Regions from separate parts of the Danio rerio genome. Here region 1 is linked to region 2. The links are chromatin contacts, called in public HiChIP or PLAC-seq maps. All regions are on one chromosome and are shown on one strand. Each heading gives the region's core, a stretch centred on a gene start, on an enhancer-like site or on the middle of the called end of the contact. The rest is flanking DNA. Distances are from core to core; before and after follow the strand shown. Region 1 holds the start of kcna1a (potassium voltage-gated channel, shaker-related subfamily, member 1a). Region 2 holds the start of celsr1b (cadherin EGF LAG seven-pass G-type receptor 1b).

Evidence for each region. HiChIP or PLAC-seq counts read pairs in DNA pulled down with a chosen protein or histone mark.
Region 1: a contact with region 2 is called in an H3K4me3 HiChIP or PLAC-seq map of gastrula embryo, with 4 times the contacts expected there. The contact joins the promoter of kcna1a here to the promoter of celsr1b in region 2. A contact is called at or near these places in 7 of 18 Hi-C or Micro-C datasets (caudal fin, embryo, fibroblasts and 2 more) and 2 of 4 datasets of contacts at active chromatin or transcription factors (embryo and gastrula embryo).

Annotation. Positions count from the first base shown.
Region 1 is chr25:21,202,177-21,208,378 of GRCz12tu, forward strand. kcna1a (potassium voltage-gated channel, shaker-related subfamily, member 1a) reads left to right here and starts at 4,871. Exons shown (of 2, transcript XM_005163044.5): 1 at 4,871-5,219; 2 at 5,543-6,202. The coding sequence starts at 5,755. It also overlaps a transcript of kcna6a not described here.
Region 2 is chr25:21,001,293-21,007,356 of GRCz12tu, forward strand. It overlaps celsr1b (cadherin EGF LAG seven-pass G-type receptor 1b), which reads left to right and starts at 4,312. Exons shown (of 35, transcript XM_001920737.6): 1 at 4,312-6,064. The coding sequence starts at 4,483.

The DNA of each region.
Region 1 (6,202 bases), core at 3,621-6,120, 200 kb after region 2:
TGCATGTCATTTTTAAAATATTTCATGCAGATACTCTCCCCTATAGAATCATCCCAACTGATCTAAAATTATAAATGCTTTACAAGCTGTTCAGGTTATCTGCAGAAATAGCATTTATATCGCAATATATATCGTAGTGAATGAAAATGTTGCAATGTCAGATTTTTTTTCCAATACCCTGCAGCCCTATCTCAAAGGAAAAGGAAACTTTGTGGAACTTTTATTTTTAAGAGTGAAAACCCCTTAATAATTTAATTAAATCTATTCAAATAACAAACAGTATTATTAATGTTAAAAATATTTAGATATATGTGAAGAAATTTGGTAATTTAGTCTTACTTATTGTTTTAAATATTGAAATAAAAGGGTGTGATATAAAAATCATTATGATTTTTTTTTTTTTTTTACATAAAAAAAAAAACATTAAACTTGTTAAAAGTTGAAAGTGTCTGTCACATGTGAAACTCCCTTGTTATTTCTGGGGTATCCCCTTGTGGTGGTTTTAGGCTCTGCAGACTAGAGACTCCATTATTAAAAAAACAAGCTGTAAACTGTTAGTAACACAAATGTCACATTCACAACGAGTATCCATTATCAATGTCACTGCCATGATGTTATTTCTAATTTCAGGTTGCAGCAGAAGTATGAAGAATTTTCTTCTCTAAAGAAGACAGAAGTTACTTTTACCTTTGTAAACATCCGCTGTCTGCATTGTAAGTGTTTTTAAAGTCATATGTAGGCTGAGTATTGAAAGCGAGCTTAAATGAAGCATATAGGCCAGGTAACGTTTAAAACGTACAAATTGATATGTATAATGTTTATAATGTAAATATCTTGCGATCAATTTGGCAAAACCAGTGTATGTTAATCGATGAAGGAGGCTGATGGAATGATGACAAACGCTTTGCTATTATTAACTGACGAATCCGACATTTACGTAAGTCAATGAAAAAAACATTTTTAAACCAATCAGCTTTCAATATCACGTTATTACATTCAAATGTAGCCTTTTTCAGTCAATTTAAATGCATCAAGTTATCATTTGTTTACGTAATACATATAATTGTCGGTTCCGCAATCAATATCAGCCTACATATAGGCTATTTACAATCCTCACCGGCAGATTTGAGATTTTTTTGTAATATATTGTAATATATTTGTAACTGAATGTTTATAAATTAATTACGTTTTATTTAAGCCATCACTGTGTCACTGTCTTTATGAAATATTGCTCTTAAAATATCTAAATGATTTCTGTCTTGTGTAAGCTGCTTTTTGAATATGTTGCCTTTCCTCAGGATATTTTTTAATGGTTTGACATTAGATCTTTGTTAACATGTTTTGACTTGTTAACTGTTCACATGACAGCATGAGACCAATTCAGTGAACAGTTTTTTTTAACTTGTTATTTAATGAGATTTAAATTGTTAACTTATTTTTGATAAATAAATGTGGTCACATTCATAAACTATCCTAGTTTGAACCCCTTCATTCCTAATTTTTTTGTATAATTTATTATTTTATTTTATTTTTATTTAAATTTTGTTTTATTGGTTTTACTTATTAATAAAACTAAATGGTACTATGATTTATGGGAGATTTTATTAATTGATTTACTAAGATTATGTATAATAAGGCAAACAAAATGTAGTCATTTTATCAAACATCTTTGTAAATCTGCAAAAAAAAAATTCCTCTGTGAAATGATGTTGCTTGTTATCACAGAATGAAAATAAAAGTTTTAATATTTAATTACTACAAAAATGTTTTTTTATTAAAACTTATTGTATAATCATGCAAACAGTGGATTGATCAAAAGTAGATCATCTCAGAGATATTTTACATTTCATTTTGACCAGTTTCTTTTATAATTGTAGAATATGTATCCTATATAACTCAGCGATGATGTAAAATAGCATTGTAATACCTTAAACATAGTAATATGCTAACGATCCAAACAAAGAACTGAATATTCCTGAATATTGTGGTGCTTAAAAGGGGAACTGTTTTTTTTTTAAATAAACTTATTTTCAACTGAAACAAAAGCTTGCAAATATCAGTTATGTATATCATGTGGACCCTGTAACACTTCAGACAGCTCTGATTAATGACCGCTCATGCGTTTATGTTGATTGAACTGATCTCTGCTCAGCCAAAGTACTGTACATGTAGCTTATACTTTATTCTGAGGGGAAGTGATCGAGCGGCAAAGTGAAGGGAGAAAAGGCCAGGCCATTTCTTATTCATGATATTTAGCTGTTAAGAGCTCATTCTGCTGAGGATGAAAACTTGAACTTGGAGGATTCACAATTAGTACTCTTGCAAACACTGTACACGTCTAATTGATAATTAAGTATAATATAATATATAACTGCGGGTTTTAGAAGTCATATTGTAGTTCAAATAAGTAATCTTATTTACTTATATTTAGGTTTATTTGAGGGCAAGACACACGCTTTCTAAAATGCTGTTTGACTCTGCAAATGGGTCATTTAATAAAATACGTGTTCAATTGCTTGCATGTACAATATGCCTAGAAAAATGTTAACATTGGATTAAGTTAGGTTCAGAATTCTCTCTTTTTTTGCTGTATTAGAATATTCTATTTTTACAGAGGATATTTCGTCAATTTTCAATGTATCACTCAATAATTAAAATTATACTGCGAAGAAAAAAAACAGTTTCACATTTTTTTGTAAGATAAAGTGTAATGTATACGATATTTAGTGTGTATAGTAGGCCTAACTAAAGTGTATTTTGGATATTTTCTTTACACAAGACTGAAAATTGTTTAATAAAAAGCCAAATAGCCCAAAAAAACGTTTTGCTCTAGTGTCTCGCCTTAATTAAATCTTTCCATCGCTGACTTAAGTCTTGCGTTGTGTTATTTTTTCCTTACAAAAATGGTGACAGATCAGTTATTTCCAACTTTACATGCTTTGATGGTGTTTGCACGCCACCTGCTGGTGAGTTGTAGGAAACCACCATCTCTACACTGGATTTTATTAAGTATTATTACATCATCGTCATAATCAGAATTATATTGCATTGTTTCATGGTAAATCACATAAGTAGGAGTTTGATGATTATTAAATTTGGTTATGCTTATTAATGTTGAACTTTTCTTTTTGTAGTTCTTTGGAATGTGCGAGTCTCCAGAATTTATGTACACATACAGTTGAAGTCAGAATTATTAGCCCCCCCTTTGATTTTTTTTTCTTTTTTAAATATTTCCCAAATTATGTTAAACAGAGCAAAGAAAATTTTCACAGTATGTCTGATATATATTTTTTTCATTTATTTCGACTAGAATAAAAGCAGTTTTTTTTTTATTTAAAACTATTTTAGCCCCTTTAAGCAATTTTATAAATATAAAGTTTACAAAACAAACCATTGTAATACAATAACTTGCCTAATTACCCTAACCTGCCAAGTTAATAATAGTTAAGTCTTTAAATGTCACCTTAAGCTGTATAGAAGGGTCTTGGAAAATATCTAGTGTAATATTTTTTACTGTAATCATGGCAAAGATAAAATAAATCAGTTATTAGAAACGAGTTATTAAAACTATTATGTTTTAAAATGTGTTGAAAAAAATCTCTCGATTAAACTAAAATGGGGGGGGGGGATAAACAGGGGGGCTAATAATTCAGACTTCAACTGTATGTGTGTGTGTGTGTGTGTGTGTGTGTGTGTGTGTGTGTGTGTGTGTGTGTGTGTGTAAATATGTATATATTCCAAAATATGTTCCAAAATACTGCATTTTAATATATGGGGAGGTTATAACGGTTTAAATAAACAAGTAAATAGATAAATACTAATACTAAATTTATTTTTATTTTGTAAAGGCACGTTTTGGACAAGTCAAAATAAGTATAAAATATAGCCCAACTGTTTTCAACTTTCTAGAAGCTATGATAATCAATAGAAATAGTAATAAATGGCCTAATCATATTTTTAATCAAATTTGTGCAGCAAAATGTACAACCCTAGACAGGAATACATTTATGAAAAAAATCTTTTTCCTGTCATTTCATATCTCAAACGCTTTCAATATTTTTTTCATAAATTGGTGAAATATAAAAGGTGATTCTACTACTACAATTAATGACAGAAATGACTCACAATTCAAAACATTTCAAGTACTAAAATAAATCCAGTTAATTCTTGAGGTAAACTGAAGGTTACATGTATAAAAAGACTAAATGCTCTTAATCGGCGATTGCTGGAAAGAGCTCTATAAGCGAAGTGCTGCAAAAATCGCCGTCCATCAGAGTACAAACACCCACGATATTCTATAAATATGCCGAGCAGCCCCCGCACGATCCACTCTCCAACAACACGCATGAGCCGCGCGCCTTCATGACTCTTTTGGGCTGGAAAAAAATGAAAAAGTCGCAGTATTCCAGAGCACCAGAGAGAAGTCGTCTTTTTATTGTGGTTATTGGCGAGTGTGGTCAGTTAAAGTCTCTGTGCACATTAGTGCTCGGCGAATCAGATACTGCGCCAGTGTTGGCACATAAATGCTCTCGCGCACTGCGTGGACAGGCACTTGTGGCCACGCGCGGTCTGCATTGCGTCGAAGCCTCCCCTCCCCCATCCCGCTCCCATGTGCAATACAGTGCAACAATATGTTGGGCATGATTAAGGAATTATTCCCTCTCCGCTTATTGATCTCTCCTTTAAGAAGCCTTTCGCTTCCATACCCCCCTGTCAGTGCGTCCCGATAAAACAGACCGCTCGTCATCTTGTCTACTCGTAAGAGGGAAATTTTGCTGATGCAGTGATGTCTGGAAATGGTATGGTTCGCTTTTGCCCCCTTAATGTATCTCCCGCCTGAGCTGAGCTGCAGCATTACAATTTCTCATGCAGTATAAGCCATTTACACCAAGGTGCCGCCGCACGAGCAGGAGCGGAGGGAGGACGTTGCGGCTTGATGTTTTTCTTTTCAGCCTTTTCAGTCTTTTAGCACAGGTTTCAACTGAATGTGAAGCAGCTTCGTAAGGCATCTTGTTTAAGCCATATTTATTTTATTGCTATTTGATCGTTTGCGAATGTCGTGAGTCGTTTTGCGTTATGGATGTGACATTTATGGACCGCAGTCGAACGGTCTGAAAGTGAGAAGATGTGAAGAAGCCTTTTTCATGCAGCAAAAAGGACTTGAGGGTGCATTGCTGACAGGAGACAGCCGGCAGAAGACGCATTCCTTCAGTAACGAGGTGAGCACTTAATAAGCATGAAGTGAAAGCCGTGTTTTCCTCATGATTTATTCACTTAAACATGTAATTGAGCTATTCTGTAATATGTTGCTGCATGTAGTGAAAAGTAGACTGCATGTACTATGTGGCAATACTGTCCTGTCACGTCTTTTCAATAGCTTAAAACAGCATAATGAGTCAGAAGTGCACCCTTAAGGCTGTTCACTTCTCTGATTTATATTCATACATATTATTATGAGTAGATAAATAAATAAGTAGTGTGAACTTGCTGAGCAAGCAAATATCGCCGCTGTTCGATCCATTTTTCTCTGACTCGGTGACAGAGGCAGCCGAAGTGGATGCAGTGGAAAGGAACGATGGTCGAATCAGTGACAACTGCAGTGGGGCCACGCTGAAGAAAAGAACAAGTTATACTCTGTACCAGGATATATTTGAAGAACTGGAGAAAAGGAAGGAAAGCAACGCCTTTGGGAGGGCAATTGGATGTCTACTTCATTAAATTAACTCCTGCGGAGCTTCAACTTTGACCTGCAGGATGACAGTTGTGGCTGGGGACAACATGGATGAGACCTCTGCCGTGCCGGGGCATCCGCAGGACACATACCCCCCTGACCATGACGATCATGAATGCTGTGAACGGGTGGTCATCAATATAGCGGGCCTGCGATTCGAGACGCAGCTTAAAACTCTCGCCCAGTTCCCAGAGACTCTCTTAGGTAACCCAAAGAAGCGGATGCGTTATTTCGATCCCTTGAGAAACGAGTACTTCTTTGACAGAAATCGTCCGAGCTTTGATGCCATCCTGTACTATTATCAGTCCGGCGGACGACTGAGAAGGCCGGCGAATGTCCCGTTGGATATGTTCTCAGAAGAAATTAAGTTCTATGAACTTGGGGTGGAGGCAATGGAGAAGTTTCGTGAGGATGAGGGCTTTATCCGTGAGGAGGAGCGACCTTTACCAGAGAAAGAGTTTCAGCGACAAA
Region 2 (6,064 bases), core at 3,062-5,561:
GAGCTACAGTACTATATACTCACAGTAAAGTTCTTTAATTAGTAGTAAAAAAGAGAAGTTGGAAATACCTTTGCAAGGATATTCTGATAATGAACAATTGAATATCCGAGTGCTGTCCACCCTGCTGAGAGTGAAGTTAAGATGAATGTACTGTAAATACGCCCACACACATAAAATAAACACACACATATTGTGTTGATACGGATAAGTTTGCACAAGCTCTGCAGTTCATCACGTAGAGAGATAAGGCAATTAAAATTACGCTTATAATAGTTTAATTATTTGAGACTGTAGGTCTGGCTATGTGTGAGGCTACGGTTTGATTTATTTAAGTTCATTCTAGAACACATTAATAATGCTCTTTATTGACTTAAATGTATAGTACTCAATATGAACTCTTTAACCATTATTATTAAATTCATGTGTTGAAGAATGAAAAAGTAAATATCGTGTTTTTATTATCCTATAAAATGTAATCTTTAACAGAACTTAGAAAGTTGTGGAAGATCTATTTTTTTTTTTTTTTTTTGATAAACAGATGATAAACATTAATGGATGAAATTTTCATTTATTCACCTTCATGCCACTCCAGCTTTCCATGACTTTTGTGTTAAACAAAAAAATATATATTTGAAAGAATTTTAATTTTGGGTGAACTAATTTGCGTAATTAAAAATTTAGTTTGTGAATGCTGGACTACATCACATGTCTCTAGCAAAGATTTTTCATATAATGTATGTTCTAGCCGAGTAAACAGTTGAGTTAGTTCTAGACTACACATTTGAATTTCATAGTTGATGTCTGATGGAAACTTTTTTTTTTTCTTCAGACTGTTTCATTGTGCAGTTTGTTTAATTTTGTAATTAACTGATGAACTTTGAAGGTGTTTGTCTAAAATTATTAAGTTTGTAATTTTATTATTATGATATTCCTCTGTAGCCATTTTTCAAAGTTGGCAAATGTATAATGTGCGTTTTTAAACCTGTCTACAGCATTTAAAGAAACATTATTTGTATTTAAAGCACAAAATACTGGTCAAACACAGAGACAAAAACATTTGTGAAGGTGTATATTTTCAGGGTTCCCACCCAGGCCCGTAGCCGAGGGGGGTTTCCGGTGGTTCAAATGGTCCACTCCCCCACTGACAAAGGTCCTGTATTTGTCCCATACATGAGCTCAATTGTCCTATTTTGCTGTGCCATCATAAGTTATCAAAATAACCCATTGAAAAAGGCTTTAAGACCAAGCAGAACCTGATGCAAGTAAAGTCAACTTTCACTGTTTTCTTGTTATAGAGAAAAAAAAATTACAAGTAACTTTTATTCTAAATCTTGGACCTTATTCTTGAAAGAGAAAAATGACCCATAAAAAGTTCCAAAGCACCAAAAACGGCCATATTAATACTTATGGCTGTTGTTGTTATCTATGAATTTTCAAATGTACTTTTTCTTTACAAGAAAAGCTAGAACAATTGTGGCACTCTGCATTATTATTATTATTATTATTGTTATTTATTTATGTATTTTTATTATTCTAATGGCCAAATTGTGAGGAAAAGCTGAATGTGTTGCCCAGTTTGTTTTTTGCGTAATAAATTACAATAGGCCAAAAATTGCTATTTTCCCCCCAGTTATATATCATAAAGCAGCTTAAAATAAGTAACCTCTTCACATTTCTTTATTCTGAATCTTTGGTAAACGTTACGGTACATCAAAAAGTGTGGCCATCTGGCAAGCTAATTCAGCAAAAAAAATAAATAAATAAATAAAAGCCTAGAATCTTACTAAAATGCAGTATTAAAACCTCATAATTAAATAGAAAATGAGTTCAATAACTGCAATAAGGTCCACTTTTTGAGAAACTAGAACCACCTTTTCACTAGGCTTGCTACGGGCCTACTATACAGAATCATCCCAAATCAATCGAAAATTATAAATGTTTTTGTCATAGTAAAATTGTATTAATACAAATGTTTTTCAATATCAAGCAGTCCTAATGAAAATGTAATTTTTCTATGTGGCGATGTTTCACGTGTTTTGCCTGCTATATTTAGACTATTTTTCAGTGCCGTTTTATTCATTTCTCACTTGTCAACCAGCGATCACTTAAGTCAAATCCAGCCACCAGGCTGTGAAAATACTGTCTGTGGCTGTTTAGCTAAGCTCCAAACTACAGCTGCATGTTTTTCTGTTCATTATAGCTGATGGAAATTCAGCTTTTTATTCAGTGAAAGTCAGGGATTTGACATGTGGCTTACAGTGCAGTCCTGTATATTTTATTCAAACTAACACTTAAGTGTGTTGTTTTCCCTCCAACCACTGCATCTATTGTGTCAATGTGCTTAAAAAGATAGACACTTTAACCCCAGTAATGTAAAATAAACAATTCTGTTCCTTATTGCAGAACTCATTTAATTTACTTAGCCATTTTTCTCTAATTATTTTATTTAAGCCATTTAGCATTAAATAAGTCCTTTTCAAGTTGTTACTAGAAGAGAAACCATAGGTGTGGTTCATCAAATTAACTAAGGAATCTTCCACAATCTTCATAGGTTGTTTCAATTATTTTGTGCAAATTTTGCTTAACGTGTGCATGTGCTGTCTTTAGTTGCCACTTAGTGTGAAACACTAATACCATGTTATTTATTTCAAATACTTGTGGCTGTGTATCCAGACCAAAAAAAATGTAGATGTGGTGAGAGAAATATTACTAAATCACTAAATATCCACATGAGGGCGCACTCAGCCAAGATCTGCACTAGATCACTGCTATTATAAGTGAGCACAAGTTCCATTTTATGCAGTTTTATCTTAAATGAAAAAAAGAGTGGAAAATGAAATCTATTTCCCTCTGGATAAACAAAGCTTTTCTTTCGTTTCCCATTGACTGTTTTTGCAGTGCTTAAAAAGAAAACAACAAACTGCCATTCACTTCATTTTCAGCAGTTGAACACAAAAGAAAATAATTTGAAGAATGTTAGAAACTGACAACCAGTTACTTTATATAATTACTTTATCTTTATTCTACCATGGATAACAATGGCTTTATTCATAGCATAAAAATGCATATAGTGTTCAGCATATATATACCCCTCACAAATCTATCTTTTTAAGTCATATTTTTAATAGGAAGCTATACAATATTATATTTGTGCATGTACATTAGATTAGTTGGTACTGAAGCCAAATCTAGAAATTATCTATCAAAATAACTGACGATAACGGTCTAAAAACTATTCATTCATTCATTCATTTTCTTGTCGGCTTAGTCCCTTTATTAATCCAGGGTCACCACAGCGGAATGAACCGCCAACTTATCCAGCAAGTTTTTACGCAGCGGATGCCCTTTCAGCCGCAACCCATTTCTGGTAAACATCCACACACATTCACACACTCATACACTATGGACAATTTAGCCTATTCAATTCACCTGTACCGCATGTCTTTGGACTGTGGGGGAAACCGGAGCACCCGGAGGAAACCCATGCAAACGCAGGGAAAACATGCAAACTCCACACAAAAATGCCAACTGAGCCGAGGCTTGAACCAGCGACCTTCTTGCTGTGAGGCGACAGCACTACCTACTGCGCCACTACCTCGCCTAGGTCCAAAAACTAGTACACCCAAATTTATGTTATAGAAAAATATTCAATACAAATTTAAGAAAGAGGAAAAATCAAGAGAGGCAACATTTGAACAATTTAGTTGAAAATGTAGGTTGTAACTTTTTTTGCATTATTTTACTTGAATTAATTTGTGTTATTTTTCAATTTCTAAATATGTTTGTTGACTAAAAATATTTTAATAAATATATCAGTTTATTAAAATATTTTTTGTTTAATTACACCAAAATACATTGCCTATATTCACTGAGAAATGGATAAAAATATAAATTTTCAAAAAGGGGTTTACTCAATCATGCTGAGCACTGCATAATATTTTTAAACTCTTAAAAAATAACTCCAAATGTCGATTTTTCATTTGGTATACAGAATTTTTATGATGGGTTTTGTTGATGGATTATTATTTTATAAACAACAATTCATGTAAGATTTTCTAGTTTTCTATTTAAAAGTTTTTATCTATTTTAGTTTTATTCTGAACTTTTTTCAGAAACACATTATAGGCTACATTAAGATACCATGAAAAAAAAACTTTTAAAAGGTAAATTTCTTGCTTTTATTTAAACTTAAGCATTGTAGCCTACTTCAATAGCCAAGAAAGCAAGCTCTTCGGCTGAGCTCATTGGGTATTTCAAAATCACAATGCACGAGCAGCTCCATGCAAACTGTGGGAGGGGAAGAGAAGAGCCATCTTACTCATTAAAAGTTATCAGTGCAGCTCTCTGGTCCTGTCGCTCTGCACTCAGAAACATGCCTTGACCCAATGTGCACTTCCACGTTACAGGAATGGTTGGAATTTTGCGAACTGCAGACCTTCTGGATCGTTTGGACTAATTTTCCCAATGAGATGCGCGTGAGCCATGGAATTACCAGTGATATGGATGTGCTTCGGATTACTACTTCATCTCTCACCTTTTGGATGCTTGGATCTGCATCTATCGGAAACACTCAAACCTGGTGCAAATCTGGCAAATGTATCAATCGGACCAGAATGGACGTACAGAATCGACAGAAGTCTCACAGATAAGTCTTTTCGACACTTTCTGAAGATCGGGAGAAGTGATGGGCTTCTTTTACTCGCGCGGAAATTTGACTGCGCTCGTTTGCCGAGAAATCCAGTGCCAATGTATTTGCGGATTAAACCACAGCTTTCTGAAAACTTCATACTGCTTCATTTCAACACATTTGTGCATGGTCAGAACTGCTACATCAAATACAAAAGAAAAAACCTGACTCCAGATGCTTATATGTATGTCGTGACTGGATATGATTCGTGTTTGTCTTTAGACTCCTTACCTATAAACATTTACGAAAGTTTACCTGTTTCTATGCGGAATTCTCAGATGTTTCGTGGTAGGTGTGTTGAGAAAACCCAACGGCGTGTTTCTCCCCTCACAAACCGATGTTTACCTCACAATCAGCGAGATGAGGCGAATTTGATTTGTTTAATGCCTAACTCTGTGAATAGCTCTTTATATGTCGACGTTAAGTTACATTTAAATAGAAAATACACTGGAAGTGATTTTGACCCGTGGGCTAAACGTCAAAAAAGAAACGTGAACTCCGCTCCTCAGTTTCAACTGCCAAACTACCAGGTATCAGTGCCCGAGAACGAGCCCTCGGGGACGCGTGTCATTACACTCAAAGCCTTCGATGCCGATGACGGAGATGCTGGTGTTGTTGTATACGACATGGAAGCTCTATTTGACAGCAGGTCTAACAATTTATTTCAAATAAACCCTGAAACGGGTGGTATAACGACTTTACAACCTCTAGACAGGGAAGTTAAAGATACCCATGTGTTTAAAGTTACTGCTACTGATAAGGGGATCCCTAAAAGATCAGCTATTGCCTACCTCACTATCACAGTCAGCGACACTAATGACCATTCTCCAGTTTTTGAGCAGAATGAATACAGGGTTAATGTTCGAGAAAATGTAGAGGTAGGTTTTGAAGTTATGACTATTAGAGCTACTGATGGAGACGCCCCTTCAAATGCCAATATGATTTATAAGATTGTGAATGATGATGAGGTAAACTCATGCTTTGAAATTGATCCAAGGAATGGGTTGGTCAGAACCAAAGTCAGACCTGACAGAGAAGTCAAATCTCAGTACAAGCTTTTTGTTGAAGCCAATGATCAGGGCAGAGAGCCTGGTCCACGTACCGCCACAGCTACAGTGCATATTTTTATAGAGGATGAGAACGACAATTACCCTCAGTTTAGTGAGAAACGATATGTAGTTCAAGTTTCAGAAAACATTGCTGTCAACACACAAGTAGCTGTGGTGAAGGCTACTGATAAAGATGCGGGGAACAATGCTAAAGTGCATTACAGCATCATAAATGGGAACATAAAGGGTCAGTTTTACATACACTCCCCTACTGGGGTCATTGATGTTGTCAGCCCTTTAGATTATGAAATGATTAGAGAATACACAC